2 separate regions of the Drosophila melanogaster genome follow, and region 1 is linked to region 2. A link is a contact called in public Hi-C data. All regions are on one chromosome and are shown on one strand. The core of a region is the stretch at or near the end of the contact, and the rest is flanking DNA. Distances in the headings are between cores, read along the strand shown. Region 1 holds the start of CG5823. Region 2 holds the start of CG34278.

The links. A called contact is a pair of places that touch in the nucleus more often than the background predicts.
Region 1: a contact with region 2 is called in a Hi-C map of the Kc167 cell line, with 3 times the contacts expected there. A contact is called at or near these places in 3 of 107 Hi-C or Micro-C datasets (the D17-c3 cell line, the Kc167 cell line and embryo) and 2 of 7 datasets of targeted methods (both in the Kc167 cell line).

What each region holds. Positions count from the first base shown.
Region 1 is chr3R:17,532,072-17,538,935 of dm6, forward strand. It overlaps CG5823, which reads right to left and starts at 2,516. Exons shown (of 4, transcript NM_142374.3): 1 at 2,048-2,516; 2 at 1,552-1,986; 3 at 1,189-1,259; 4 at 254-1,128. The coding sequence starts at 1,852. The coding sequence ends at 649. P5cr-2 (Pyrroline-5-carboxylate reductase-like 2) reads left to right here and starts at 2,744. Exons shown (of 4, transcript NM_001275741.1): 1 at 2,744-2,812; 2 at 2,882-2,980; 3 at 3,962-4,627; 4 at 4,700-5,065. The coding sequence starts at 2,965. The coding sequence ends at 4,776. It overlaps l(3)07882 (lethal (3) 07882), which reads right to left. Exons shown (of 3, transcript NM_001316506.1): 2 at 5,285-6,864; 3 at 3,462-5,223. The coding sequence ends at 5,118.
Region 2 is chr3R:17,116,236-17,123,465 of dm6, forward strand. CG34278 reads left to right here and starts at 4,230. Exons shown (of 1, transcript NM_001104347.2): 1 at 4,230-4,573. The coding sequence starts at 4,244. The coding sequence ends at 4,519. It overlaps cher (cheerio), which reads right to left. Exons shown (of 19, transcript NM_001275730.1): 2 at 2,502-2,919; 3 at 706-1,066. It overlaps CG42779, which reads left to right and starts at 5,342. Exons shown (of 1, transcript NM_001300441.1): 1 at 5,342-5,852. The coding sequence starts at 5,358. The coding sequence ends at 5,543.

The DNA of each region.
Region 1 (6,864 bases), core at 1,266-3,765, 410 kb after region 2:
CGGTTTAAATGTGTAACATTGTTGCCCAGCCAGGCATCAGTTTATTGGATTTGGCCGTACTTAGCTAGTGTGAGGAAAAATTATTGCCGACTGCCAGCGGACTTTGCTTCATACTTAAGCCGCTTAGCCAGCGAAAAGCCAACTACAAATTACAACTTATTATACAAGTTGAATCATCCAACATCCAAGCAATTTGTGGCGACTGAAAATGAAGATCCATTTAATAATCAAGAAACGCACACATATATTGGTTAATTTGTACACGAGCTCATATGTTGCCGGGCTTCTTTATTCATTTACAAACATATTTCTGGCATTATTCACGTTGCATTAAACTAGGCGTTAATAGTAATGAATACATAACAAAACAATTTTTAAATTTCACAAGTCGAGTTCTGAATTGTGTGTTCTTGTGTTTTCAAATTTTGCTGCCGATAATTTTCAGACTAAGTCAGCAATCGTGGGAATCGTGGGAATGGATGCCGGGGGTCTAGTGCGGTTGTTTTTGAATCAAGCGGGGTATGTAAATACTTCTCAAGCGGTATACAATCCACGAAGACTATTTTAAAGTAAACTAGATTAGATATGCACACGCATACGGATGTGTAACTATTTCTTTATATAAATATAGAGGCTGTGTCGGTAATTCTATTCCTGATTCAGGTTCTTGATCACGTAATTAACAATGAGGGCAAAAATTGCAAAGCAGATAATGATCACCAGGTTTGAATAGACGGACTGCCAGTTTAGATAGGAGTTCCGTGCACTATTCTGGACCGCCGCTCCTCCGCCGCTGGCCAAATCCGCCTGACCCGCCGCCCCGCCATCGATTGCGTCCGCTGCATTCAGTGGATTGGCCAAGCCGCCCACCGCCAGATTGCCATCCGCAGATGCCAGGCTCGCTCCGTTGGCCAGTCCGTTGGAACGCTTTACTCCATTGGCAGCGGGTCCGTCCACAGCAGCTGCCGCCTGTGTTCCTCGCAGCCGCTGCTTGATCTCTTCGACTATCTCCGGAAACAGCTCACAGAAGTTGGTGTTGCGCAGGTTAAATGCTAGTGATTTTTGAGCAAACATTTGCTTGTCATAGTTCGATGATTCGATGGATCCGAGTGTGGGTGTGCTCTCCAGCTGTGAAGGATTTAAGATTGGCTTACTCAAACGTATGATCATGTATTCGTAATAACTCACCATGAAGCTCAGCAGTCCAGTGAGAATGGTGCCTACGCACCAAGTCGGGTTCCAAGTGTCCGGATGAAAATCTGAAAATCCCAATAGGGTTGATAAGTTATATGTTTGGAACAATAGAATCTAAACAGATCTAAACAGATACACGAATATCTATTTGAAAGGTCGCAAAAAACATGTTTGACTAAGCCACAAAGTCCATCGGCTTCGTCAAACATAACTAAAACTATTCAGCGTTCAAAGTTAATGGTAGTCTTTAAGCCTGTAGTTACTACCCATTCTTTAATGTTCTACTACTGTGACAACCAATCCGCTTTATTTCTAGCTGTGGATTCGGACTCCTACGGATATGGAACTGACACATACCTGATATACTCAAACACAGTCTGGTGTTGGTCTTGAAGCGACCGTTCGGCGTCAGCATGTAGATGGATGGCGGCTTGAATGGGAACTCGCGCGGAAAGAGCAGGGTGCCGTGGTAGTAGCCGCCGTAGTAGGGCGAGTCCTCCGGCCCCTTGACGCAGTAGTGCCACTCGAGGATGTTGTTGGGCAGCGGCTCGGCGGTTATGTACGGCAGGGGATCCCGCTTGAGGCGCATATAGTCCTGCTTCATGCGCGACACAGCAGTGGGTTGCTTCCGGCCGCCGGACGTCGACGACGAGGACATGGTGTTGTTTTGGTTTTGCTAATTTTTAACGAACTTAATTACTACCGCCCAAGTTTGAAAACCTAAACTATGATCGAACACGACTGGCCTACTGGTTTTTCTCTCACTGTAGCAGATAAGATAGCGACGTGGCCCTGTGGAATAATTTGCAAATCAATTATACTCGTATCTGGTCGCATAAATACCAATACGTACCGTCCTTCTCCAGAATTTCGAAGCTGTCGAAGATTCTTGTTCGGTGTGTTTATCATGCGATGGATTTCAGTCTCGCCAGCTCGGTTGTTTATTGTTTGCTTTTCTAGTACTGGCAGCCAACCTCGGTAACAAGTGCGTTTTCTAATTGTTGTTGCTGCTGTTACTGCGTTTTTGTTGATTTTTTTTTAAATTGCAATGAAATTGAGTGAGAAAACAACGCACATATACAGGCGCACACGACCGACACCCGCACACACACACTCACACACGTGTAGGGGACAACTAGGGCTTGACTTTGGTAAATTTTGGTAGTATCACGAGCTTACTCCGCTACAGTGGATGCCCCTAATTCGTATTAATCACTTGTGGGGTTATATATCCGGGTTTGGAGCTGGCAATATCTTAATTTAATCTTTTATTTTGGCATGAAGAGTTTAGTGGTACCGTGTGCGGAAGTAAGTTTCATCTCCAGTTTAGTGTTACCAGAGTCTATGTTGGCTTCCTCACCACGTGGTGAAGGAGGGAAACTTTGCTGCATACGGTGAGAAAATTGGATGGAGTGGTGTATGTATCCGCTAATTAACTGACTCTCAAATCTGTGCAATTCTTTGAAAACAGTAAATATAGATCTTTTAGTTTTAGCCGATTTGCTGGACTATCAAATACCCGTTACTTAATGCGAGATATGATAAAAAGAAGAAAGAACTCTTTTCGAAAATTGCTTACTAGGCGGTATCTACTTTCCAACGTATCTAGTATACCCGGGTATGTCCCAAAATCCCTATGGCAATATTTTGTAATATACAAAGTAAATACTTTGGTTTTCTAATGTAGCCCTTTACAAATAAGCATGTGTATATCGCCTCTACTGTTATCACGCTCACATTGATAACGATTGTTATCTCTTAAAGTGCGGAATGTTTTTGAAACTTGGTAAGTAAGGATTGCCAAAGAGTACAGCTATATAGAAATTTATAGAAATGGAATCCAAAACACGAAAGTGGATCAACGCACGATTACAGGGATTACAGGGCATCGGCATCTCGCATTAATTTGGACTTCGTCACGCCGATTAATGGGTGAATGAGTTGCGGATGACAGTTGTTCTAAATGATAAGGAAATACAACGGCGGGCAAAATATTAGCAATCGCGGCACTTGAACTGTATTTTAAACTACATATTATATATAATCAATATTATCAATCAATATTATAATTGATTGTTATATAAGCTGAAATCATAATAACTTCACTTTAAATAATGGGTTGTAATTTATGATCTATTAAAAATTTGTCTCTATCTTAAGTGGATTTTAATGACTATTTTTATTCAAATATAATTCGATTGTAAAACAGCACTATTAATAGTTTAATGTTTTCTTTATTTACAATGTGTGAAAAGTTCTTAGTATTTATTATTATTTTGCCCCGCTGTCGATTGCCGAACCCACACATAGGAACCTCAATGATAAGCTCAGATCGCTGGGTGTGTTGTTCCCTCAACGCAGGGGATTGGGAGGGGGTTGGCCGGGCAAGATTTCTTATCAATCCTCGCGTCTGTTTTTGGTCAACGCCGGCGGCGGGCGCACAGTTGCCGTTCCACCAGCAGAAAGTTCAGTACTCACAGTCCGCGGACTTTTTAACCCATTAACTAATGTCGGCAATCGGAAAGATCGGATTCCTGGGAGGCGGGAATATGGCCAAGGCTTTGGCTAAGGGTTTCCTAGCGGCCGGTGAGAAAGCCACTAATAAAATAGATTTGTAGTCTGACATACTTTGTGCTAGACAATAGATAAGACACACTTGGATATGCAATATATATATGAACTAACATCATCTTATAATTAGATACAAAAGGATAGGACGTTAAGGATTTCATCATATAATCGCCAAATTTCCTAATTCATTTCCTAGGCCTGGCCAAACCCAATACCCTGATAGCCAGCGTCCATCCGGCAGATAAGCTCTCCCTGCAGTCCTTTCAATCCCTGGGAGTGGAAACAGTGATCAAGAATGCACCCGTTGTGCAGCAATCGGATGTGGTCTTCGTGTCCGTGAAACCCCAAGTGGTTCCCTCGGTTTTGTCGGAGATTCAGCCATTGAGCTCGGGCAAACTATTCCTTTCCGTGGCCATGGGCATCACTTTGTCCACCATCGAGTCCAGTTTATCTCCACAAGCTCGCGTCATCCGTGTGATGCCCAATCTGCCGGCTGTCGTGTGTTCCGGTTGTTCGGTTTTCGTTCGCGGATCCAAGGCCACAGATGCAGATGCGGATATTACCCAGAAGCTGCTGCAGTCCGTGGGCACTTGTGAGCCGGTGGATGAGTCCCAGTTGGATGTGGTTACTGCTCTGAGCGGAAGTGGACCGGCCTATGTATTCGTGATGATTGAGGCCTTGGCGGATGGAGCCGTTCACATGGGCATGCCCAGGGATCTGGCCTATCGTTTGGCATCGCAAACAGTCCTGGGCGCAGGTCACATGGTGCGGGACAGTGGTATGCATCCCGGACAACTCAAGGATGGGGTCACAAGTCCGGCGGGATCGACAGCAGCGGCACTCAGACAACTCGAGCTGTCAGGTAAGTTGGGATGATGACGCCGATGACGCACTCGCTTATCGCCGCCACTTCAACCTTTGATGTCGATTGCAGGTTTTCGGGCTGCGGTGTCTGGAGCGGTGGAACAGGCGACTCTGCGATGCCGGCAAATCTCGGGAAAGACGAAGTAGGCACATAGGATTATCATATACATATACGTACATTGGGGTGGGTCAATTTTGTTATTAAAGTTATAGTAGTTAAAGGAAGTCGTTAAATTTTGTTGCTTCTTGAAGAAACATGTTTTTAATTTGGAAATGTATGTTGGTGCTATAGTGCTTTCAAAGAGCAATGATGAGATGTTTCATTTTAATCGACCCACCCTTGTGCTTAATCTGGGTTAGTAGCTTTGCATAACTATAAAAACTGTGAAGGCCGATTTCGTGATACTAAAATATAAGCAACACTGCTATATTCTTTACTCTCAGCTTTGTTTATAGTCTAGCTAAAAATAACTAATTCAAAGTCGAGCCTAGAACTTCTTCTTCTTTTTGGCCCGGGACAGCTCATTGAGCTCGCCCTGTTGCACGGATGCCTCCTGGTAAATGCGCTTAACCTTCTCGTGGCGCTCCTTGTCACTGTGGATATGAAATACAATAGATTAGAAAGGAACGGTTAAATTGTAAATGGAACACAAACCTTTGCAGGGTCTGTTTGAGCCTAAGCATCTGAACGAAGGACGTATCTCTGCGTATTTCTCGAATGGCACCCTTCTTCTCGCGCTTGATCTTGTGCAGCAGTTTGGCCCGCTCTTCCTTGGCCTTGGACATCTTGGGACGACGTTTGTCATCGTAAACCGCCTCGAATCGAGGTTCCAGCAGCCTAAGAGCCTTGGGTTTCTTTTCCGCCGGAGCCAAGGGTTTCATTTTCTGCGCAGCTAGCTTCTCCGCCAGTTCGGTGGCATCCTTGTGGTGCTGATGCACATGCTCGGGGTAAGACTCCAGTGGAAGGCGGGAGAGTAGTGCCAAAAAGGGTTGGGCCAGGTAGCAGGCACCCACATGCTCTTCCACCAGTTGGAGAGCTTCCTTGATTAGCAGGAGGGAAGTGTCCAGTGCTCGAACCTTGAAATCTGGAGTGATCGTCTGGGTGACCAAGTCAGTAGGCTGCAGCTGTTGGGGCTCCAACTTCGTGGATTCCGTGTTAGCTGGAAGTGCTAGGAGCTTGCTCAATGGACCATCACGCTCAAAAGGCGGCGTGATCTCCAACTGTTCCACATCCCTCTTCGGTATGGACATGTGTACAATGCCCTGCAGGAAGTTGAATACGGCTGGAACCAGTCTCTTGGATTGGGACACAAACTCCAAGACTACGGTGACCAGGAACAAACCCATAGATATTTCCTGACGCGTTCGCACTCGTGATCTGGACAGGACGTGTTGTATGAATATAAAGCAAGGAGTGACCACCGGATGGCGGAAATCGGAAGTCGAGTACAAGTTGGCCACTAGTTTGAAGTACACCAAAGTGTCAAGTGAAGGATACATTTTGTGATTTTTCCTGAACTCTTCGTACTTCTCCTTGATCACCTCCAGTAATGTATTGGACATGCGCTCGGGATTCAGTTGCGTTAATTCATATAAGTAAGGCATGAGCTTTGAGAGCAACTGGAAATGTTCTCGTATGTCCTGCTCGCTGGCATCTTCAAACAAATCCTTCAGATATTGCAGCAAAAATGAGTACAACTTAACCACGTTCTCGCGGTTAACACCTTCCAGTTTGGGATGATTACATTTTATAATCCTTTCGATAATGATCGCCTTCTGGGCCGTAGCATGCTTGGAGAGCAGCTCCGTAAAGTCCTCGTAGGTCTTGGGCATCTTGATGGTAAACGGAATACTGGTGTCCAAGGAGGCGGGAATTGTATCCGCAGACTTTTTCGCTTTCTTTTTGCTAGCCTTCGGAGCTTCTTCTGGCTCTGACTCACTTTCAGATTCCTTGAGATCGCTCAGATTGTCGACCTCTGAATCACTCTCCTCATCCGAGTCCTCCTCTTCCTCTTCTTCCCCCTCCTTGTCATCGTCATCCTCATTTTCGTCTCCCTTCAACACGGCTTCCTTCTTTCCATTGAGATGTGTGCCCAGATTGCCGTCCAAATCGTAAGCGAGCGTATCATCTCCCTCGTCATCTTCGCCGGCCAAGAAATAGCCATCATCCAGGTCATCTGCGGATCGGTGCTTGGGTTTGGCAACGGAGGCCTCCTCATCCTCCTCGCCATCTGC
Region 2 (7,230 bases), core at 2,980-5,479:
GGGTTGTGTTACGCTCGTGATTTGGCAATGGAAATGGTCTTTGAAAGCGATAGTACTCTAATGAAATTAACCTTCCAAATTGTCCACGCTTCGTTGGTGCTCTCTTGTTTGAAGGTATATAAACTTCAAAGTCGTTGCAAAAATTTGCTTCGACTCTTATATAGAAATAGCCGTATATACCCATCCTAAAGGGTACACAAGTCAGTAGATTACGTACCGTGCAGGTACTGCAAATTGGTGAGCACAATCTTGAATTATGCATATAAATACAAATGAAAGTAAGACTCGCATGAAGCTGGCGCTTTGAATAAGCGCGGCAATGACATCATTTTGTTTTGTAGTCTGGAAGCGAATCGTTAAAGGCACACATTTCATATAAATAATACAACGGATCCACATGGAATCGTGAGGGATTCAGCGGGGATCAGGGGATCTGGTGTTAACCCGAGACTCTTGAGGCGTTGGCGGCACATCTTTAGTTGACTTATCTCTCCCCATTGAAAGAGCAAATTATGCAATTTTCAATGGAAACATTTTCGATGGCCAACGATGCGAGCGCATCTAATTAATGCATAAAGTTGCTTTACGACCGCAATTGTGCGGTTGCTAAAACTATTAGAGATACGTGGGACCCAACCCAAGCTTAATCCAAGAATTCTGGGAATTTCAAATTCAAATACATACACACATGTGTGTCTCACTTACCAATATTAACGATTTTGATACCCTCATCCTGAAGGAATTTCAGGGCCACCGAGACGTTTTCCAGTTTCTGGCTGCGGAATGTTGGGCGTTTGTTGTATTTGGGCATTCGCTTCTGGGACAGCACTTCGATCAGGGCGATCAGTCGGAGGCCGTCGGACAGGTCCGTCTCCAGGTTGTTGATCGACCGATCGATGGTCTTCAGGTGCTCGTTGGCCCACCGGGTGAAGGTGTTCTGTTGGATCTTCTTCCACTGCGCATCCTCGGCGAGATCGCGTTCGGCCTCCATGTCCTCGTCAAAGTTCTCCTCGTACTGATCCGCCTGCTGGCCCTCCTGTCTGGCTGGCTGGTAGTAGTCGTTCGTCTGTGGGTTAGCGATTACGCAAATATCAAGTTAGCCGGGTTTACTAGATTTGGATGGGTGTGCCGGTAAATGGGTGTCTTGATGACTGCGTGTGGGACGTCGTTACTTCGAAAATCACTTAGCAACTATGCAAGAGCGATCTCCATTAAAAACCATCAAACTCCACTCCTGGTGCTAAGAAGCAAATTGATTCGAATGGATCTGATCGGATCCCACTAGGTGTGGCGTAGGCCAAGACTTGTTCCAGTTGCAGAACTTCACTGGAGTGGACTGTCCACTTTCCACGCATGTCGCGCAACGAAGCGGCTATCAAGAATCAATGAACTTTCGAGAGCAGGCGACTTTGGAATACGCTTCTCGGGGTAATTCCGAACTTTTATTTGAAGTCAAACTTTTCTATGACTTTCAGCACGTTAGGTTTCTTCAAGAATAACAATTTTTATTTTGAGGCTGAAATATCTTTTTCAGAGTAACGATTGTGGTATCTTTTAAATTGTCTCTGGAGTTTATTGAAATTTATTATATTTTAGAACGTTTGTTAAGTGATGAAATGATGAAGATAATATGTAAATAAACATTTGAGTGGTTCACATTGAAGAACTCCGTATTTCCGTCAAGCTTGCGAGTTGCCCTTATCTCTTAGCCGGCGAAACAAGTTCCCAGGTAACTCCGCCTAATTCATTGTTTACCACCAACTTGCCCGAAAAGTTCCCGAAAAGGGTATACAGACAGAAACGCCGCGAAGATCGAGCACAAAGCGGAGTGATCAGAAGGCGACGGACAAGGGAGCAAAGCGGAGTTCGCGTGCCACACACAAACCGAGGAAACCACCGAAAAACCAACAGAAATAGAGAAGTAGAGCCCCCGCGGCCCCCCCTCACAATTGTCTGTCTGGGCCAGGCCAACAAGGGGAATACGGCTAGAAGAAGAAATTAGAGTGAAGTGCTCGAGTGCGCAGCGTGTGAAGTTCATTAACATTTTCATTAATTGCGAAATGCCGCGACAAAACGCAGTGTGAACTGCAGCACTTACAAAAACTACAGTGAAACGGTGCTTAGATAAATCATATATCTAATTTCTGTACATAGTAGTTGGTTGAAAAAGTTAACTGCTCTATTATCACTAAATTTGAATTGTCCAGTTCTGCATTTATAGCTTCTAATGTGTAGCATTCAATCCTTTAAAAAAAAGGTGTTTCTCAGAATGATAAACTCCTAGGAATTCCTAAAAATCTACGGTTATCTTTCATTCTTTTCAAACGTAAAATAAGGGAATATTTTAAAGACTTCGATTAAGGGAATTTGATTTTTGAATTTGATTCGCGACAATCAATTTTCGAATGACCGGGAGTTTCCTGAAACTTCATCATAGTGAAGTTCGCCTGTGGCTCACGCACACTGCCGCACTCTATTCGCACACACACACACACACACACCTGTTGATGGCAAACGTCGTAGTGTGCGGCTGGCTGTTGGGCGTAGAAATGTAAGTTGCTAAAGTTGTGCTCCAAATTGTTATTGTTGCTATTGCTGGTCGTATAAACACACGCGTTTTGCTGATTTTGCTGCGAATTTGGCGCGTTCTTTCTGCCGTGACTGTTGCTGTTGTTGTAGTAGTGGTTGCCCGTATTACTGCTGTTGTTATTGTTGCTGAGGAATATGGTCGCCTGCGTCGTTTGACCGTTTGTATAATTCGCGTTTTGCACCAATTCACCGCCGTGCGTTAAATTTGCCGATCCGGGACCGTCAGCGTTGTTACTCGAGCACGTACCACCGTTAAATAAATTCTTATTTTTAAACGTTGAAGTTTGTCGCCGATCACCGGCATTCGGATCCGCCATATCAGCTGATTTGCTGAATAAAGAGAGGGGCGAGAGAGCGGCAAACAAAAAATAAAACAAGAGAGCATTTTCTTTCTCTTTAACATTTTGAGAATTGTGTTCTCTTAAAAATGTCTTTTTCTCAGCCAGCACACAAAACCAGTTTTCGAAAGAAAATTATTAACAGATTCAAGTTCAGTTTCAGTGTGAGAGCGTAAAGTTAAATATGTATATTTTATAACTTATAAGAACTTCGATATGCCCCAAAGTATGCACCAATAATAATCGGCTTTTCAAAGAGTGGTTACCCAAAATAAAGTTTTTTGTTAAAATATAACAGGTTTATACGACATTATTCCATTCCATTCAATTTTTCTATTTCAATTCCATTATGTTTTTTTTTACTTTATATTTATTTAAAATTTTAAAAAACACCCAATATTAATCTGCCATCAAAACAACATTAGTAGCATAAGCGTAAGCTCGGAGCGATAATAATATTACCCAGTAAATCAGTGACTAATAAACCAGTCATAGAATAAAACGATTCATTTTATTCGTTTTAGTGCACAAAAGCCATTGGTAATGTTTAAAAATATTTGCTATTTTAGTCGGCAGCATTACCATTCGTATATATGTATGTAGTTATATTCGTATATATAGGGGGGCCAAGCCCTGGAATTCTCAAATCCCGACCCTTTTTCAGAACGTGAACCCAAATAAAGTGACTCATGATCCCCTTGCACACCCACACCAACGCCCATGACCAGGGAAGAGCAAATAATTCTGGTAAATATTTGGCATATTTGAGGATTGCTTTTGGCAGTGCCTTTTAATTCCACTCCCCCTTTTTTCCGCCTGATCAAATGCAAAAACGAAAGGCAGAAGCAAATGCACGGCGTCGGCCAGACAAGTGAATGAGCCAAGCAAATGGGGCTGACAACCAGCGACCTTCTCGATATGGTTAGGAATTGTTAATTTTAGCCAAATGAGTCAAAGTCAAAACGGGTAGCTATGTACATACATATGATGAGTATGAGTAATGTTGTTTTTTTTTTTTTTTTGGCTCTGTGGAGTCCTTCGCGAAATTCCCCAAGGGAGTTATCCTTATAAGGCACTCACTTTCCTAACCACACTACTCGCCAAAAACAAAGCTAATCTATATCTAGACAATAAAATAATTCCATGATTACGTTCTCTGATGTTTGCCCAATTGTTTCTTTTAATGAGATTTTTTACTCTTGTCATGGAAAATAAATTTTTCGCAATTGTCATAATATTTGACTAGCCAAAAAGGAAAAGTATATATTCGCGAGGTTTTGGCAGTAAATTACCACTGCATCTACGGAGTTATCAAAATGAAGTTTTTCGCTGTTCTCTTCCTCTTCTGCGGCATTGTAGGATTTGCCATGGTTGCTTCTACGTCACCCTCTGCGGACTATGATTACGGATCTGATTCAACTACGGAACAGGACACTACCGCCCCTGCATCTGACACTACCCTAGCTCCCTTGGCACAGCCTCCATGTGGCAGCGGACCCCAAGGACCCTGTGGACAAGTCCCTCCCCCACTGCCGCCCTGCGTGGGAGGTCCTGGTGGCCTTTGCGGCAAGAAACTTTACTTCTTCTACTAAATTAATTCTAACTAGGTTAATTATTCTGAAGCAATAAAGTGAAAAAAGTTTTAGACCTATCAATTAGCCATTTTTAATGATTTACTCAGCCTTAAAATTATGGTTTACCAAGCGTTAACCAATGACATTTTGCAATATAACTATAATTATAAATAAAACAAAGAAGAGGAATGTAGATTTCTTCGACTATCTGATACCCGTTACTCAGCTCTCGATAGTTTATGACGTAAGAGTGGGCGAGACATCATTTTAAAACCAACTTGCGCTGCGTCTACTTCTATAGAATCATTATAATTATTAATAATTATGCATAATAATAATAGCAATAATAATAATACTGTTAACTTTTTAGCATTATTGTTTCCGAGATCTGTTAGAATAAGTTATATAAGTTAGAAAACGATTTCTTATAGCTTTTAGATACTTTTAAACAAACCTAGTATACCCTTATACTCTACAATTAACGAGTATAAGTTGACGATTAATTTGTTAGGTAAATAACAAAGCTCTAGCTAATGCTAATGTTCCTCATAAACTCAGCTTACGATTTAAAATACTTTAAATAATTAATATAAAGCACTTGTTTAAGAAAATCATAACCAATCCGGTTAAAACGTGTACTGTATATTTACACGTGCTAAACATTTGCCACGTGTACATTTATTTTTGGAAAGGCAAATTAGAGTATTTACTCAACTGTCCTAATCCATCACTCCATCCACCATTTCATCCATCAAATCTTGCAAGCACTTGTGTTAACAATTGTTCTGAAGTCTTATTCGTATATAAGGGCAAAATATGTTGAGTGAAATATCAGTTTCGATTTAAAGTTAGCAACATGAAGTTTTTTGCCATCCTCCTCCTTTTGTGCACCATGGTAGCTGTTGCAATTGCCGCAACAACAACAACAACAACGGAGAACATTGATTGGGGTTCTGCAAGTACAACTGAAATACCGGCAACAACTACAGCAACTCCATGTGAATCAGCTGACGCCAAGAAATTATATTTCTTTTATAAATAATATGGCTTCAAAATATTCATATTTTTGAGTAAAATAAAAATATAGAACAATCCCAAAAACTTCAAACACCTAAATAGCACTTCTACAAGGTTCAATGCGTATAACAATCGTATATTTTGGACTCGAAACCTTCACTACATTCCACAAGGAAGTGGAGCTGCTCGGGGACAGCTGGCCATATGGAACAAGTGCGTCTGGCTGAGGATACCCTTATATGGAAATAAACATTTCAAATCGGGCCAAAAACGGCGGCCAAGTGACGATGAATACGTGAGGCGCCACTTGCATCGCTGGGGAATCGCATGAATCAGCGTCGACGAACGCCGCCAATGAAATGCTAAATAAATTTGCACTTCCATTTTAATTAATTTGAATTTATTTGAAACTAAAATTACACCCAACATTTGCACAGCGAAGGCGCAAGTGAGCAAATTTCGACCGCCCATTGGACTAAAAATAAATTGACAAATATTTAGTTTTTATGAACAGGTAATGAGAACCACATGTCCTCCATTTTCGTCGTGAATATATCGTGGAAAATCGTGTGGGTGAAATGCAACGTTTGCCGATCGGATAAGGGCCACCCTAGGCCCACAAAACAACAAAAAAAAAAACTCACTTTTCTGGACGCCATATCGATGGTTTTTCTGTTGGTTGATAGGGATCGCTGTCGAATGATCTCGAGTTGTAATACTTTAGTGGGGGTGCTTAATACTGAACACTTGATGGCCCGCTAATTACACAATTCCTGGCGTGGCGAGCACGTTTCTCTCTAAAAAAACACAACACAAACACGACTGGCAAATCCTTCGTTTTTTTTCGTAAACAAATTTCAGAATTTCTTTCTTTTGGTTTTGAAAATGTGTGCACGAAATGCGCGCGTTGCTTTCGGGTTCTTTGCTACACGTACTCGTACTGGCCGCGACAATTTCTCAACTCGACTGAGTTGTGTGCGCCTCCTTGCTCAAAGTTTTTATGCAGCCAAATGCTCGCCGCTTATTGCTCAATTTCTTTATTATTATTTTCTCAGATAAATCATACAGACGGGGATCATCTTAAGTAACTCCCTAAGCAAATATTAGGTAACGCTTATAGGTTATAATTCCAAAAGATACTTTCTACACACTCCTACTGGTTGACAGATAACAAAGGTTTGCCTTCGATTTTTTCTATTATTATTTCAAGTTGGAAATGAAATTAGAATACAATATTATTATGTATATCATAGTTATAGTATAAAATATAAAATTGTGGTTTGTATTTTTATTTTTTTCAGATCATATTAAATAAATGAATACATTTCTCACAAGTTTCTAAAAGTGCATCCTCGTCTGTCAAAGGTCTTCAATACATAATTTGTTCAATATTTATCTCGCTTCATGTTTTGTGTTGTGTTTTTGGTATTGCGTGTGACGTTGACTCGGCGTCGCAGTCGCAGTCGCAGTCGACGTCGACTGCACTCTTGACTCTGTTTGGCAGGTTTTTGGCGACGCTACCACATGAGACCCCCCAGTCCCCACCCACCGCTTGCCCCGCAATCCCCCCCCACCCCCTGCAACTCATCACAAATGTGATTTTCGACGCGCAGCTGATTTTGTTGTTATTCTTTTCATAGAACTGGTTGCCGTCTTTTGTGTTTTATGTTTTTGCTTCAATCTTCTCTGCTGCTGGTCACAATTGAAAGTGC